Linked DNA regions of Mus musculus: regions 1, 2 and 4 are each linked to region 3. Evidence: chromatin contacts called from public HiChIP or PLAC-seq and promoter capture Hi-C data. All regions are on one chromosome and are shown on one strand. The core of a region is the stretch at or near the end of the contact, and the rest is flanking DNA. Distances in the headings are between cores, read along the strand shown.

Region 1 (3,237 bases), core at 218-2,717, 170 kb after region 3:
ATTTACAGAACTGACCATTCTTTCTGCCCATCATCTGCCACAGAAGAAATCTCTTCTTGCAGGGAAATTACCAGCTTTTAAATGAAAGTAGTTTGCCATCTATTCAAACCAACCTGAACACAGAACTTTACACACATCCTCAGTGCACACAGCCACTGCAATGTCTATCCCTCTCCATGTCCCTTCACTACAGACCAGCATTGAGTGTAAGAATCTCTCCCCATGATGAGGACAAGAGGGAGGGACCACACTTTCCGTGCAATCCCCAGATGTCATGTCTCCTTTTCTGTTTTGCAGCCACTCATCAAAGTGCCTTAGCCATCTGGTCTGGATTCTCACCCTTGAGTGCCCAGCCTCCTGTGTGTTCCTTGATTGGGGCATGTACAGCCTTTGGGGCATTCCTAGGAGGGTGAGAAGTCTATCTTGGCTTATTGTATGCTCTAGTGCAGTGTCTGGTATACATTAGGTGCTCAAAAAGCATATCCTGGTGAGACACTGTTGTCCCTTCTGTCCCCTCACTAGCCTGGGTGGAACTCAGGCTGTTACAGGAAGCATAGAGCTGACATCCAGGAAATAAATGCTCCTGGAAATTAATTGGCCACCCTAAGTAAAATCTAGGAGAGGGATTGTAATACATATGTAATACTTGTAGAATAATTGATATTTTCCACTTCCCACCTGTATGAAAAAAAAAAATCAAAACAAGCAGACTCCATGTGACTGTACAATTGTCCTGCTTGAAGCCCCAGACACCTATAACCTCCAAATTTCTAAGCGATGGGAATTCATGTTCAGAAGTGATTGCTGATATTCTGAAGACAGTCTGCTTTTATTTTTGCAAACACAGATAGATAATTTAGGGGGAAAATACCGGGCATGATCAAAGAGTTCCTTACTAATAGGGCAACTAATAAAAGCATTGCTAAGAGAGGCATTCTTAAGCACTTAATAGCCCTTTTATGGAACTATATTTATCTTCTCTCCAAAACAATAAAGACATGATACAAAAACATTCATTAGGTTAGAATACAACCAATGAGATTAGAATGCAAAGCTATTCACATACACACTCTCCTCTCCTCTCCTCTCCTCTTCCCTTCCCTGCCCTCCCTTCCCCTCCTCCCCCATCTCCTTCATCCTTGAGCCGCCTGCATTGTAAAGCAGTTTTTAAAATCACAAGACACAAGGCCAGACAGGCCAATGATGTTGCTTCCATTTGGATTATGAATTACAAAACACTAAAACAACTGGAAGCAATTACACAAATAGCTGAGGAACTGCTCAGGCGAATCAGAATATGGAGCATTCTACAAAATAACCGACGATAAAAAAATAGTCTCACACAAACAATCCAAACACAAGAGCACAGAAAGCACAAAGGAGCAAGGACAGAGAGCAACTCTGAATCCAGAGATCCAGAGTGGGGGCCCGGGCTGCAGCAGTGAAGCTTGCTGGCTCCTGGGTAAGGCACTGGCAGCACACTAGGGACCTGAGCTCCATCCGGCACCACCCCTCTGCGGCTCCTTCTTCAGTAAGCTGTCTCCTTTGCCTGTTAATATCTCCCCGAGCCTGTTGGATTCTTTCTTCAGGAACACAATAATCTGGAACACTCCAGGTGGTGCCCCCTGAACTCTGTTATCGAGACCAGCCCAACTGCTCTCAAGTCTAGGTCTGGATGATCCTCACGAGCTCCAGGCCAGCTTGGGCTACATACGGAGACTGTTTCAAAATAAAGATAAATATGTCAAGCAAACCAGAACAAAATAATCTTGCAGTCCAAAAGCTCCCACCATTCCTGTGGCCCAGCCTGACTTTCCAGCTCCCTGAACCAGCCAGTCCTTCATGCCTAAGGGCTTTGACAGACTGTTCTCTTGCCTGCAGTGCCTGCCCATGTTCCAGGTTCCTTAACAAGCTAATCCTGCTTACCCTCAGGAAATTCTAGCTGAGGCCCTGGACTACATTATAACCATTCCTGCCAAAAAGCCATTTTTAAAAGACAATCTTTCCCTTCATAATATTGTGGGGAAATAAAACTTCCCTGGATTTCTCTGCGTTCTAATCAAAAGCTGTAGAGCATGTCATAATAATTAATTTTTTCATTTTTCTCTGATCTCAAAGAATAACAAATATTTTCTTTCCCAGTGGAGTGTGAAAATTATATCCTGGAATAGGAAAGTCATTTTAAGAGCATGTAAGAACCACTCAGCTCAATGTATTAAATCTGTTGCCCAACAGGGGTTCTGAATCGCTTTAGTCTGAGGCTATGTTTTCTTACTTTAGATGAACTTCAGGATTCCACTTAAGAAGCCATCCATAGGGGCTGGAGAGATGATTTGGAGCCTAAGCGCACGGGTGGCTCTTGCAGAGAGCCTGGGTTCAGTCCCCAGCACCACATGGTGTCTCACAATCACTGTAACTCCACTTCCAGGGACTGAACACCCTCTTCTGGCCTCTATGGGCACTGTACACATCAGGTACTTAAGTGCATGCAAGCATATACATAAAATAAAATTTTTAAAGTTTTTTTTTTTTAAATCTTCAAGGGCCAGCAAGATGGTTCAGTGGGTAAAACTGCTTGCTACAAAAGCCCTACAACTTGACCTAGATCCCTTGGTGGGAGAAGAGAACTGATTCCCAAAAGTAGTCTTCAAGCCTATGCCTTGGACACATCTGCTATACAACACACACATACACACCATTTATAGTAAATAAAATTTTTTAAATCAAGAAACATTCAAAATATTCTCCATTTAGGCTCCAAAGCTGCAGATACCATTTATATGAAAGTTATTCTTTAAATGTACAAAATAATTTCAATTCCCTATAATTTCTAGAGTTAGTTATAAGAATATATATAATACACACACACACACACACACACACACACACACACATATCCACAGATAAAGAAGGTACTATAGACCGCACAGTTTAATAAAATGAGGTGGCTGTGGGAAAATGCTGAAATTCAGCTTTGCCAGATCCCTTCTGTTCTCAGACTTTAGTTTCCCTGTTGGTAAAATGGAGACATGACTCACCCTCAAGAGGTAGTCCCAAGTACTTACTACAGAAATCATGCAGTACCCCTGTTTATGCCCCCTTTTTGCTCCTACCTTAAATAAACAAACACAGACTGTAGTGATGTTCTTTAAAACTAGACAGGTACAATTCTCGTGAGCAACAAATTTTATCAGAGGTCAAAGTGTAATCATCCAGACAGGAGCAAAGATACTCTAC
Region 2 (3,493 bases), core at 262-2,761, 150 kb after region 3:
GCGTGCAATCCCAGCACTCTGGAAGCTTAGGTGGGAGGATTTGAATTCAAAACCAGCTTGGGATACATAACAAATATCAAGTAAGCCAAAGCCATATTTCAGGACTTGTCTTTAAGAAAATAATAAAAGTTTTACTGAATTTATGAGTAAGAAGTATTCAAATACATGTTATTATGGGAAAAAATGAGAATTTCTCTTTAATGCATTTTGGGATGAGAGGGAAGAGTGGGGCAAAAGAAGGTGATTTTAAGGGGCCAAACCAAGTCTCAGCTCACAAGGAGACATACAGAAGGTCAAAAGGAAAGGAAGATATAATCACTTTACTTGGATTAATAAAGAAAAAAAGGGGAGGAGAAATCAATGCCTATTTAAAAACAAAAAAAGCTGGGCGTGATGGCGCACACCTTTAATCCCAGCACTCAGAAGGCAGAGGCAGGTGGATTTCTGAGTTCGAGGCCAGCCTGGTCTACAGAGTGAGTTCCAGGACAGCCAGGGTTACACAGAAAAACCCTGTCTCTCAAAAAAAAAAAAAAAAAAAAAATTCAGGAAGGAGCTAGGTGTGGCAGCTCATGCCTGAATGACCAGCACTTGGAGAGCTGAGTCAGGGGGATCACCCCTCAGTTCAAAGCCAGTTTGGTCTAGATAGAGTTCCAGGTCCAGACTGCAGGGTGAGACAAGCCAATAAAAATGAAATAATAAGTAAAATTTATGAAAAAGACTAAAACAAAGCAAGTGACACGTGAAAAATGAATCAGCTACTAATTCTTTTGTTTGCTTTTGAAATAAACAAGATCAATTAGATAAGACCTAACAAAGTAACAGAAGCCTACAAGAAATTATAATAATGAATGTATGCTACTTTATAAAATGCTTATACTTTAATAAAATGCTTAGAAAAAACGACATTCTTTAGCTCCTGGGGGGGGGAGCTTTTGTACTTAAAGAGAAGTGTGCGCATGTTCCTGTGGAGTGGAGAAGCGGGAAGGCATTTCTGAATTATCAAGAACAACATTCCATCTGAAGGTTTCATTCTGGCTCCAGTTTCTCCAAGGAATTCTGCTCAGGGCAAACAGCAGCAAGCCACTTCCTCTCTCTTCTATATTTAGCTCTAAGCTGCTAATACAATATCTTTGCCTTTCCTTCAGAAAGGATACACTTCTAGATCAAGACTGTAGTTACAACCCTGCACGTCCCACAAGCTTCAGCCCCATCCTCTAGAAGACAATCTAGACACAGCTATCGAATGTCATCGATTCAGCACTCACGACAAACACAATTTATGTTTATGCAGATCACTGTGCACCATCACCATTTCAGGCACCACTTCAGTTTTCCTAGGAAAACCAAGTTTCTGAACAGAACAAATAACTAGGAAGATGTGTTGGGCTTTTTCCCCTCGAACACTTTGAACTGCTCCCTCTGCTGGCGTAAGAAGAGAACTGTGCAGCATGACCAGAACTGAAAGAAGATGGAGCACAGGTCAATGTCTGACTCCCTGGTCATTAACTCCATTCAGGGAACATCCCCATGCGTCCTGTGGCTAGGCTTCCAAGCCTCCCTAATAGTTGGTGACAGAACTGAGCATGCCTTGTGATGTGACTCACTACCATGTGACCAATGTCCCAGTTAACCTTGCCTCAGTGGGCCCAGGCAGTGTCGACCTCTGCTTGGATATACACTGAGCACAGAAGAACCCTGCGACACCTACTCCCATGAAACACTAATACTGCAATGGGAGAAAGTGACGTGGATACAAAGGGGCTCCGGTATGATAAAATATAAGTCAGAGTGACTGACCCAGAATCACAAGAAAGTAAGGTGGAAACAAACAGTACTGTATAATGAGAATTGTCAATATAAATCTTGGCCCTGTTACTTCCTGCATGTGTGACCAAAAATACAAATTAATACAAGCCTCAAGCCCACCCCTGGATGGTGAGGATAAAAATATCTACCTCACTAGGGTGGGTTCGATCCCTGTGAAGGACCAGCATAACATTAAACTGGCCCTTAGCGGCCAGGCAGTGGTGGGCCACACCTTTGATCCCAGCACTCTGGAGGCAGAGGTAGGTGGATCTCTGAGTTCAAATCCAGTCAGAGTGAGTTCCAGGACAACCAAGGCTACACAGATAAACCCAGTCTCCAGAAATCAAAAACCAAACCAGAATAAAACAAAACTGGATGAAGTAAATTGAACCCTAGAGTTTTCTACATATGTCTAACGGCTTGTAGAAACGTTCCTTTCATTATGAATCTTTACTCTCTCTCTCCACCAGCACACACCAAGCAATGTGCCCCAAACTGAAAAGATTGCCTACTAAGTAAGATCCACAGGTCTCCTCCCAAGGTTATATAATATATAAGCAGCACTTGCTTGAGACAGAAGACTGATGACTGCCTGCAGGGAGCTCTAGCAACTGAAGCTTCCAAGAGTCACCGCCCATGCTGAGATGTGGCTTTCCATGACACATTTCCCTTCAGTTGTCTGTGTTCCCGAAGTAACCCAAATAAACCCCCATTCCCACTTACCGCTCTGCTATGCCCTCTACCGCATGGTACACTAATTATGCCTTGGAAACCATGAGCTGAATGGGATTTCTCACCTTTAAGTTGTTTCCATCAGGTATCTTGTCATGGCTACATAAAAGTTACCTAGTAGCCACAGGAAAAGTTGTTCTTAAACATACACAGGACTGAAGGGTCAAGGAAATGGCATTGTTCTTCCCTTCAGGAAGAAGGACTGGAGTGATAATTAGCGTCATCTTTTCAATACTCTCCTTAGATTGTTACATTGAAAATTTATTTTAGTGAGTAAGAAAAATGAATTGTGGAATAAAATGTAAATTACTAACAAAAATAAAAATGGATTAGAGAGGTAGGTCTAACTGGCTACTCACTATACTGGAGTTCATAATTAAACTTGGGAAGATTATAATTTCAAATATCTAGGGAGGATTGAAAGTAGAAAACAAATTAAGAAGAACATAGGTACACTAGCGAGATCTAATCCTCCCACAGCAATATAACCAACTCCCAACACACGAGTCCAGCTCTATCAACCCACACAAATATCCCGAGTACCACTGAAATTAAACCAGCTAATTACAGAATTAATTAGAGCTGATTCACTTCCTTTACATGAAATGTGTGACTTTTTGTACTGGAAACATTACCACATAAAAATCAGAAACATAACATAACAGAGGAAACATCTTAAGTCAACCCAAGACAGTGACATCTGTTCGCTGGTGATAATGCTGAGCTAACATTGCTCTCAAAGTAGAAGACAGTCAAACCTATAACCATGCTTTAGCCTAATGACTTACCGTCTATTCTAAGCATCTTGGCCATGTGGGTGTGTGCTAAGTTGACTGGTATTAATGCAGTGAAGCACTGATGCACTGATATACTTGATCAATAGGACTTTTTTAAAAATTAAATACTTTTCTTCAGTATTGAGCACTAGGTTGCACTTTAGTAAACAATCAGGCTT
Region 3 (3,269 bases), core at 247-2,746:
ACTCTAGTGGAGTTGCGTGAAGACTGATAAACCTTTAAAAGTGTACTGAAACCAGGATATCTTAATGCTTTTATTTTTTATTTTTTGAGACAGGGTTTCTGTGTGTAGTCTTGGCTGTCCTGTAACTCACTCTGTAGACCAGGCTGGCCTCAAACTCAGAAATCGACCTGCTTCTGCCTCCCAAGTGCTGGGATTAAAGGCATGCGTTACCACTGCCCGGAATCTTAATGCTTTCAAATACTTCTGCCCCAGTTCATGTATCCTCTTCAATACTTTGTCTTCCTACCCTGTTTTGTAGTCTTAGCATTTATTGTTTTTTTTTTTTAATGTATTATTTATGGTCAGTTTCTTCCCATAAGAAACTAAACTTCAAGCCAAGGATTTTTTGTTGTTTTTGAGACGGTCTTAGTAGGTAGACATGGCTGGCTTGGAACTGCTTTGTAAACCAGGCTGGCCCTGAACTTAAAGAGATTCACCTGCCTCTGTCTCCCTGAGTGCTTGAGATTCAAGGTGTGGACTACCACACCGGCAACGATTTGTTTTGTGTATGGCTTTATCTTCAGCCACACAAAGGTTCAGAGGCAGGAAAGACAACCACTAATGTATCTATCGGCTTAAAGTCTTTTTGTTGTTGTTGTTGTTTACTCATATTCATTTCGTTTATCTCTTCCATGTGGTATGATCTCATTCAATGGTGTCTATCAGCTTTTTATTGTTATCTGGTCAACTGCTTTTTATTTTATATTGTGTCTGTTCCAGTCGCTGCAAAAGCATTGGCAAAAACAAAAACAAAAAGCTTGGGAAAGTTACTTGAGGTTAGTAGCCTAACATGTTCTTGCTTTTCAGTAAAAGTTGGCCAAACTTAAAGGTAGGCTGAGGACTACTCCAGGGTGTGGAAGCTTAAAAAAATAAACAATTCGCATACAAGAGTGAGCATATTGAAACAGATCTGGAGCGTGAAAAGCACCAATGGTTTGGCAGCCTACAGGATGGAAAGATGCAATTGTTATTTCCGGTGCTTAGTGACCCACAAGCACTGCATCCATCTCGGGATAGGGTGGGAAAAGACTTCCGGTGCTCTGCTCTTTTAAAAAAGAGACCCGCTGAGTCACTCTAAGAATAGAGTGCAAAAAATACACCGCAAGTGGGTGAAGAAGATCAGCATCCACTATCGCGACTCACTTCTGTGTTTTCTCGCTGGGGAATATTTTCTCAGACACGGAGCGCTACGCGGTTTTCCTAAAAACAGCTACGGACGCACGTCACAATCGCAGCAAGACTTCTCCCATCATCCTCCGCCTCTTTTCCTTCGCCCCGCCCACGTCAGGTTTCGAAATGCTCTCTGGGTGCGCCAGGAACCCGGCCTATTTCTATTGGTCTCTCGCTTCCCCTACTCCCATTGGCTGTTTCTGCAAACGTGACGGCCGTTGTGCGTTGTGATTGGCTAGAGTCCATAGCGTCATCGGCTGTCAGGAGGGTGGGATGAAGAAAGTCGGTGTGAGCGAGGCCGGGTTGGAGGAGGGGTTCAGGCCTGTCCTCCCCAGCGGCTGGGGCAGCAACAACGCCGGCCGCCGCCGTCGCCCCTGGGACGCGGAGGAGGAGGAGTGGCTGGAGGTGTAGGAGGAGGAGGTGGGCCTGGGGAGCGGGATGTCCAGCGCTACGACTTGCTGGTGAATGCTGAGGAGAGTCGCGGTTGCTGCAGTCTGTGTCACCGGGAGGAAGTTGCGGTGTGAGGCCGGGCGGGAGCTCACGGCTCTGGGGCGAATCGAAGCACGGGGTCTGTGCGAAGAATCATCGAAACCCTTTCCTACGCTGACCATGCCTGGAAGAAACAAGGCGAAGTCCACCTGCAGTTGCCCGGACCTGCAGCCCAATGGACAGGACTTGGGCGAGAGCGGCCGGCTTGCTCGTCTAGGAGCGGATGAATCTGAGGAGGAGGGACGGTCTTTCAGTAATGTCGGGGACCCTGAGATCATCAAGTCTCCCAGCGATCCCAAGCAGTACCGGTGAGGGAGGAGGCTCGGACTGGGGAGAACAGGGTGCGGGCTTCGGTTGGTGCTGTAGTGACTTCTGGTCTCCATGTCTCCCGGAGAAGCAACAGGGTGTTACTACTTCCCATCCCAAATGTGTGTTTGGGTGAGGCGGCCAGGGCAATTTGGAGTAGACGAGGCTGGCCTTTAACTCAGAGATCTGCTTGCCTCTGCCTCTCAAATGCTGGGATTAAAGGTATCCGCCGCCACTGCCCGGCTATTTTTGACTTATATTAAAGCAAGAATTAAGGTTTCCATGAGGAAGACAGGATGGATGGTAAAGGGGAGGAGGGTTGGTAAGGAAAGCTTGACAGTTAGTGATTCTGAATTTTGGCGGAGAGGATATTTGAGATGTGTGTGTGTGTGTGTGTGTGTGTGTGTGTGTGTGTGTGTTATTTTTGTTCAGTCTCAATCCAAAGGTGTATGAGTAAAGAGAGGTAAAACAGAGTGAAAATTACGAAAAGGATGCTGTGGTTTTAATAAAAGAACTTTACATCACCCTTTTCGTAATTATCACTCCTGTTTACCTCTCTTAGCTAGCCTGAGATGGAGTGGCTTGTAACCATGGGTAGCTAGCCACAACTAGAATGGCTTAGCTAGATGACTTCTTCCAAAACGTATTAGAGATATCTTGGGCCTCAGTTGTATGAATGGTAGGCGTGTAAGATCCCATTTTATACAATGTTTCAATCATGTGTAATGAATGAATGAATGGTGACTCAATCCCCCACCTGAATAAACTTAAGAGTTACTTTGTTTCATAAAATATCTTGTATTTGAAATAGTTTCTATTATCTTACAGCTTAGTTTTCCTGGTTGAAGACGTTGAAACACACTCAGAATTAGACAGCTAAATAGTATTGGAGCTTGTATGAAACTACCCATCCGACTCAAAAGCCAGTGCAGTATGTGCTGGGTTAGAAGCCTGCAGCTCCAAACTTATTATAAGCCTGCAGTGTGTTAAAAGAAGGAAAGAATTCTAGAGATCATCTTTTCCACTTTCCCCCCACTTCTGTTTTACAAACAACTGACACTCAGGTCCAGAAAGTAGTGACATAGTCCCAGCTTCAAGACTAGCTTAATTTCCCAGTATAATTTTTGTCAGTTTGTCAGGGTCAAGATATCTTTATAAACTAGGGATAACTTTTCTTGCCAAAGATGTAGTTGTAACCTGTAAGTGAGCAAGTTGAAGGTAATAACATTGCTTAGTTTTGGCCTCCCAGGTTAAATTTTCAGTAC
Region 4 (3,125 bases), core at 99-2,598, 220 kb before region 3:
CATAAACAAGAAGCACCCAATATCTGACGTGTAATGTCAAACTACAATCACTAACTTTTTTTTACATCCTTACCAGAACAAAACAAATCATTTTTCTTGTACAACTGAGTTTATATCCCATTTTCGGCATGTCCTTGCAATTAGGGTAATTAGTATGATTTAAAATCTTCTTGCCATCCGTTCTCTATTTGAGTAAAACATTTTTGTACCAAGGACTGGGGCATTAAAACATTTCCTGTCTCTCTAAAGGTGGAAAAGACATCTTCCTAAAAGATTTTTTTTTTCTTTTTTTAACTGTGAGTAGCTAGGAAACTTAGCATAGCAAAGATGGGATGGGGCTTTCTCCAAAGCAGACCTCGCTCAGAGACAAGATGTAACATAAGGAGGAAAGGATGAGCTAGCGGCAGGTGATGAAATTTCACCTCAAAAAAGGACGCAAAAGGCTGTGTCTCCAGCAAGGGAGGCGTGAATGCTACTCCTGGAGTACCAGGGGCTCCGAGTGCCCCGCACTCTCTGCACCTCAATACTCACCACTCCCCACCCAGGGGGTGGCTCCGCAGGACTCAGTACGCGGAGCAGGCAAGCCAAAGCTGTTTGCAAACAAGCGTCCTCTGCCTCCCTCCGGGATGTGCTCGAAGGGCCCTGGGAAGGAAGGCACGCTCGGCCCCGCCCGGGACAAACGCGAAGGGCACCGGTGCGGCCGCCAGCCCGATCTTCACGTACCCGGCCGCGCCGGAACCCAGGCCCGGCTAAGGGCTTCCCGGCGACTCGGGGCCTAGTCGCCCCCCGCACGCCTTCAATCTCCCGGGGACCCACGGAGAAAGGGCCGAGGCCCCAGAGCTCCGGGGTGCCCGCGGCGGCCGCACTGGCAGGACGCTCCGTCCGCCCGGCCCAATAGCTGGCGCCAGGACCCCTGGGCGGCGCAAGCAGACGAGCCCCGAACCGCAGCGCGCCACACTCACCGCCTCTCCATGGCCCGGGGGTCGTCACTCAGCCGAGAGCCTCGTCCTCAGCGGGGCTCCGCCGCGAAGCCTCGCACTCCTGAGGGGGCTGCGGTCTCAGCGGCCGGGACTGAGGCCCAGCGCCCCTCCAGCCGCCTCAGCCACGCGGGTCCGGGAAAGCGCGGCCGAGCGCGGCCGAGCGCGGCCGGGGGCGCAGCTTACGGCGGGACAACCGAGGCGATGCAGGCAGACGGGCTCGGCGAAGCCTCGGGCGCCGCCGCGGTGGCCGCTTCAGCCGCCCGCGCCGCTGGGCCACAGCGCCCCCTGGACCCCACGTCCCGCTACGGCGCCGGGACTGCGGCGGCCGCACCGGGCACGAGCGGCAGGGAACGCGAGGCAGCGCGGCCTGGGGGTGGCGGGGCCCCGTGCGCCCTGCGCCGCCCGCGGCCCGTGGCCCGCCCCTGACGCGGCTTCCCGGGAGCCGGAAGCTGTCGGCTCCCCCCACACCCCACCCCCGTCAGACCCCAGCACCTTTTTCTTCCCTCCAAGAAGGTATGTGAATGCTTTCGTCACTCGTCTCCGAGAGCGGGAATGTGAGGGAATCTCGGTTCATTTCTCGTGGAGACAGGGGGTCCCTTTTAATTCCCTCAGTGCGTCAGTATGAAAGGAGCGTGACCCAGAACAAATCCCTTTTTTCTTTTCCTAAGCACATGCACAATCCCTTCCCAAAGCAGATAAAGGAATCATCTTTGACCTCAACTTTTTTGGAGCTACTGTGCAGATTCACTACAGAAATGTGCTATAGAATTCCTTAAACCCTATCCTTACCTACAAAGTAGGGGGGAGAAAACAAAAAACAAACAAACAAAACAAAACAAAATTTAAAAAACGCTGACAAAGAGAAGAGAATAACCAACGGGTTGTCCTGAAACCGATAAACAACTTAAAGGTAAGAAAAGACTCATCCTTTTACTAACTTAACCCTGGCCACCACCTCTACCACTTCTGGGTCACCCACCCCTTATCAAATCCTAGATAAAAACTCTGAAAGAAGGAAATTGTTGTGGTTATATTAAAGGCTATGCAGTCATTTTGTTTACAAATGCCTCCTGTTTGATCTTGCCCAGCCTCTAGGATGCTAACATAACGTCACAACTAAAGACTGTCAGAAGGGAAATAGGAAAAAGAAAAAAAAAATTTTAAATCCCCTGGTCCCTCAAATTCCCAAATACTGTGTTTGTTTGGTTGGTTGGTTGGTTGGTTTTGTTTCTGGGAGCTATACTGGAACAAGCAAGGACTTTGGTGTCAGGCAGATCCTGATGCCACTGGTTCCAGTTACATCATGTAGAGTTTTATGACCCTGGCAAGTTATGTAATATTTTTGAACCTCTGTTTTCTCCTGCCTGCCTAGCTGGTTGTGAAGGTTGGGGATGGAAGGACGGGCCTATAGTTCCAATTTTTGTTAATTCCAGAACACCCTAACACTTACTTAGTCATTCTTAATCTGGAGATTGTGCCCATCTGTGTGTGTTTATCCCACCACACTCCCCAACCCCGCTCGTGTGTGTCTGTGTGTGTGTGTGTGTGTGTGTGTGTGCGTGTGCGCGTGTGTGTGTGTGTGTGTGTGTGTGTGTGTGTGTGTGTGTTCCTATCAAAAGGTCATTCTCATCATCCTGGTCTAAGTGAAATTTCCCTGAATTTCACTCGTGCATTTATGTAACATCCTCCTCTGAAGAGGAGAACCTAGTACACTGGATCCTTTGACATTCTACAGCACAGCAGATATCAAAATAGAACCAGCACATTTTTCCTGCATGAAAATATTATAAAATATTATAAGCAATCTTGCCTTACCTTAGATTATGGGATAATAGTAACAAGACATGGGGAAATTACATAAGGAGTCCAGGAGCTGTTCAAGTAATAATTGAGCAGCCACCCAGAGAAAAATATAACCTAGCAGTTCTTTTCTCATCAATGAAAGCTGTTCCTGTACAGTCCCAAGTCTGCCTTTGCCACTTATCTCTGAGTCACATTACACACACACACACACACACACACACACACACACACACACACAATCACTATCCCCTTTTTGTAACGACAGAAACCAGCTCGGAGGAAATGGTGATTCATCCTCACAGCATCTCTAAGAACTCAGTACTTCGGCACCACCACCAAGGG

Evidence for each region. HiChIP or PLAC-seq counts read pairs in DNA pulled down with a chosen protein or histone mark. Capture Hi-C pulls out chosen DNA fragments and counts their contacts.
Region 1: a contact with region 3 is called in an H3K4me3 HiChIP or PLAC-seq map of embryonic stem cells, with 14 read pairs. The contact joins the enhancer-like site here to the promoter of Nrd1 in region 3. A contact is called at or near these places in 12 of 39 promoter capture datasets (the 3T3-L1 cell line, the C10 cell line, the HPC-7 cell line and 5 more), 2 of 15 datasets of contacts at CTCF or cohesin (the NIH/3T3 cell line and pro-B cells), 23 of 484 Hi-C or Micro-C datasets (the Ba/F3 cell line, brown adipocytes, differentiating embryonic stem cells and 5 more), 22 of 115 datasets of contacts at active chromatin or transcription factors (the 230-238 cell line, CD8 T cells, the NIH/3T3 cell line and 10 more) and 4 of 9 other capture datasets (adipose tissue, embryonic stem cells, liver and 1 more).
Region 2: a contact with region 3 is called in an H3K27ac HiChIP or PLAC-seq map of the NIH/3T3 cell line, with 3 times the contacts expected there. The contact joins the enhancer-like site here to the promoter of Nrd1 in region 3. A contact is called at or near these places in 14 of 39 promoter capture datasets (the 3T3-L1 cell line, 3T3-L1-derived adipocytes, the C10 cell line and 8 more), 2 of 484 Hi-C or Micro-C datasets (embryonic stem cells and long-term hematopoietic stem cells), 13 of 115 datasets of contacts at active chromatin or transcription factors (the 230-238 cell line, the NIH/3T3 cell line, the SCID.adh cell line and 7 more) and 4 of 9 other capture datasets (adipose tissue, embryonic stem cells, liver and 1 more).
Region 4: a contact with region 3 is called in a promoter capture Hi-C map of adipose tissue. The contact joins the promoter of Zfyve9 here to the promoter of Nrd1 in region 3. A contact is called at or near these places in 8 of 39 promoter capture datasets (the 3T3-L1 cell line, 3T3-L1-derived adipocytes, the C10 cell line and 4 more), 6 of 484 Hi-C or Micro-C datasets (cortical neurons, embryonic stem cells, forebrain and 1 more), 4 of 115 datasets of contacts at active chromatin or transcription factors (the 230-238 cell line, astrocytes, embryonic stem cells and 1 more) and 2 of 9 other capture datasets (adipose tissue and liver).

The regions. Positions count from the first base shown.
Region 1 is chr4:109,172,409-109,175,645 of GRCm38.p6, forward strand. All of the region lies in intron 1 of Osbpl9 (oxysterol binding protein-like 9), which reads right to left. Among named protein-coding and RNA genes, the nearest start is that of Gm46867, 28 kb to the right of the region's middle. Within about 2 kb of position 1,468, at least 60 of the 459 cell types and tissues checked have an H3K27ac peak or open chromatin away from gene starts, as enhancers often do. A contact at or near this core is called in adipose tissue, embryonic stem cells, extraembryonic endoderm stem cells and 1 more, where this site is marked.
Region 2 is chr4:109,146,335-109,149,827 of GRCm38.p6, forward strand. The region is part of intron 3 of Osbpl9 (oxysterol binding protein-like 9); the gene reads right to left. The region is part of intron 1 of Gm52703 (a long non-coding RNA gene); the gene reads left to right. Among named protein-coding and RNA genes, the nearest start is that of Gm52703, 15 kb to the left of the region's middle. Within about 2 kb of position 1,512, at least 85 of the 459 cell types and tissues checked have an H3K27ac peak or open chromatin away from gene starts, as enhancers often do. A contact at or near this core is called in the NIH/3T3 cell line, adipose tissue, epiblast stem cells and 3 more, where this site is marked.
Region 3 is chr4:108,999,159-109,002,427 of GRCm38.p6, forward strand. It overlaps Nrd1 (nardilysin, N-arginine dibasic convertase, NRD convertase 1), which reads left to right and starts at 1,497. Exons shown (of 31, transcript NM_146150.3): 1 at 1,497-2,006. The coding sequence starts at 1,675.
Region 4 is chr4:108,779,491-108,782,615 of GRCm38.p6, forward strand. It overlaps Zfyve9 (zinc finger, FYVE domain containing 9), which reads right to left and starts at 1,349. Exons shown (of 19, transcript NM_001384118.1): 1 at 963-1,349.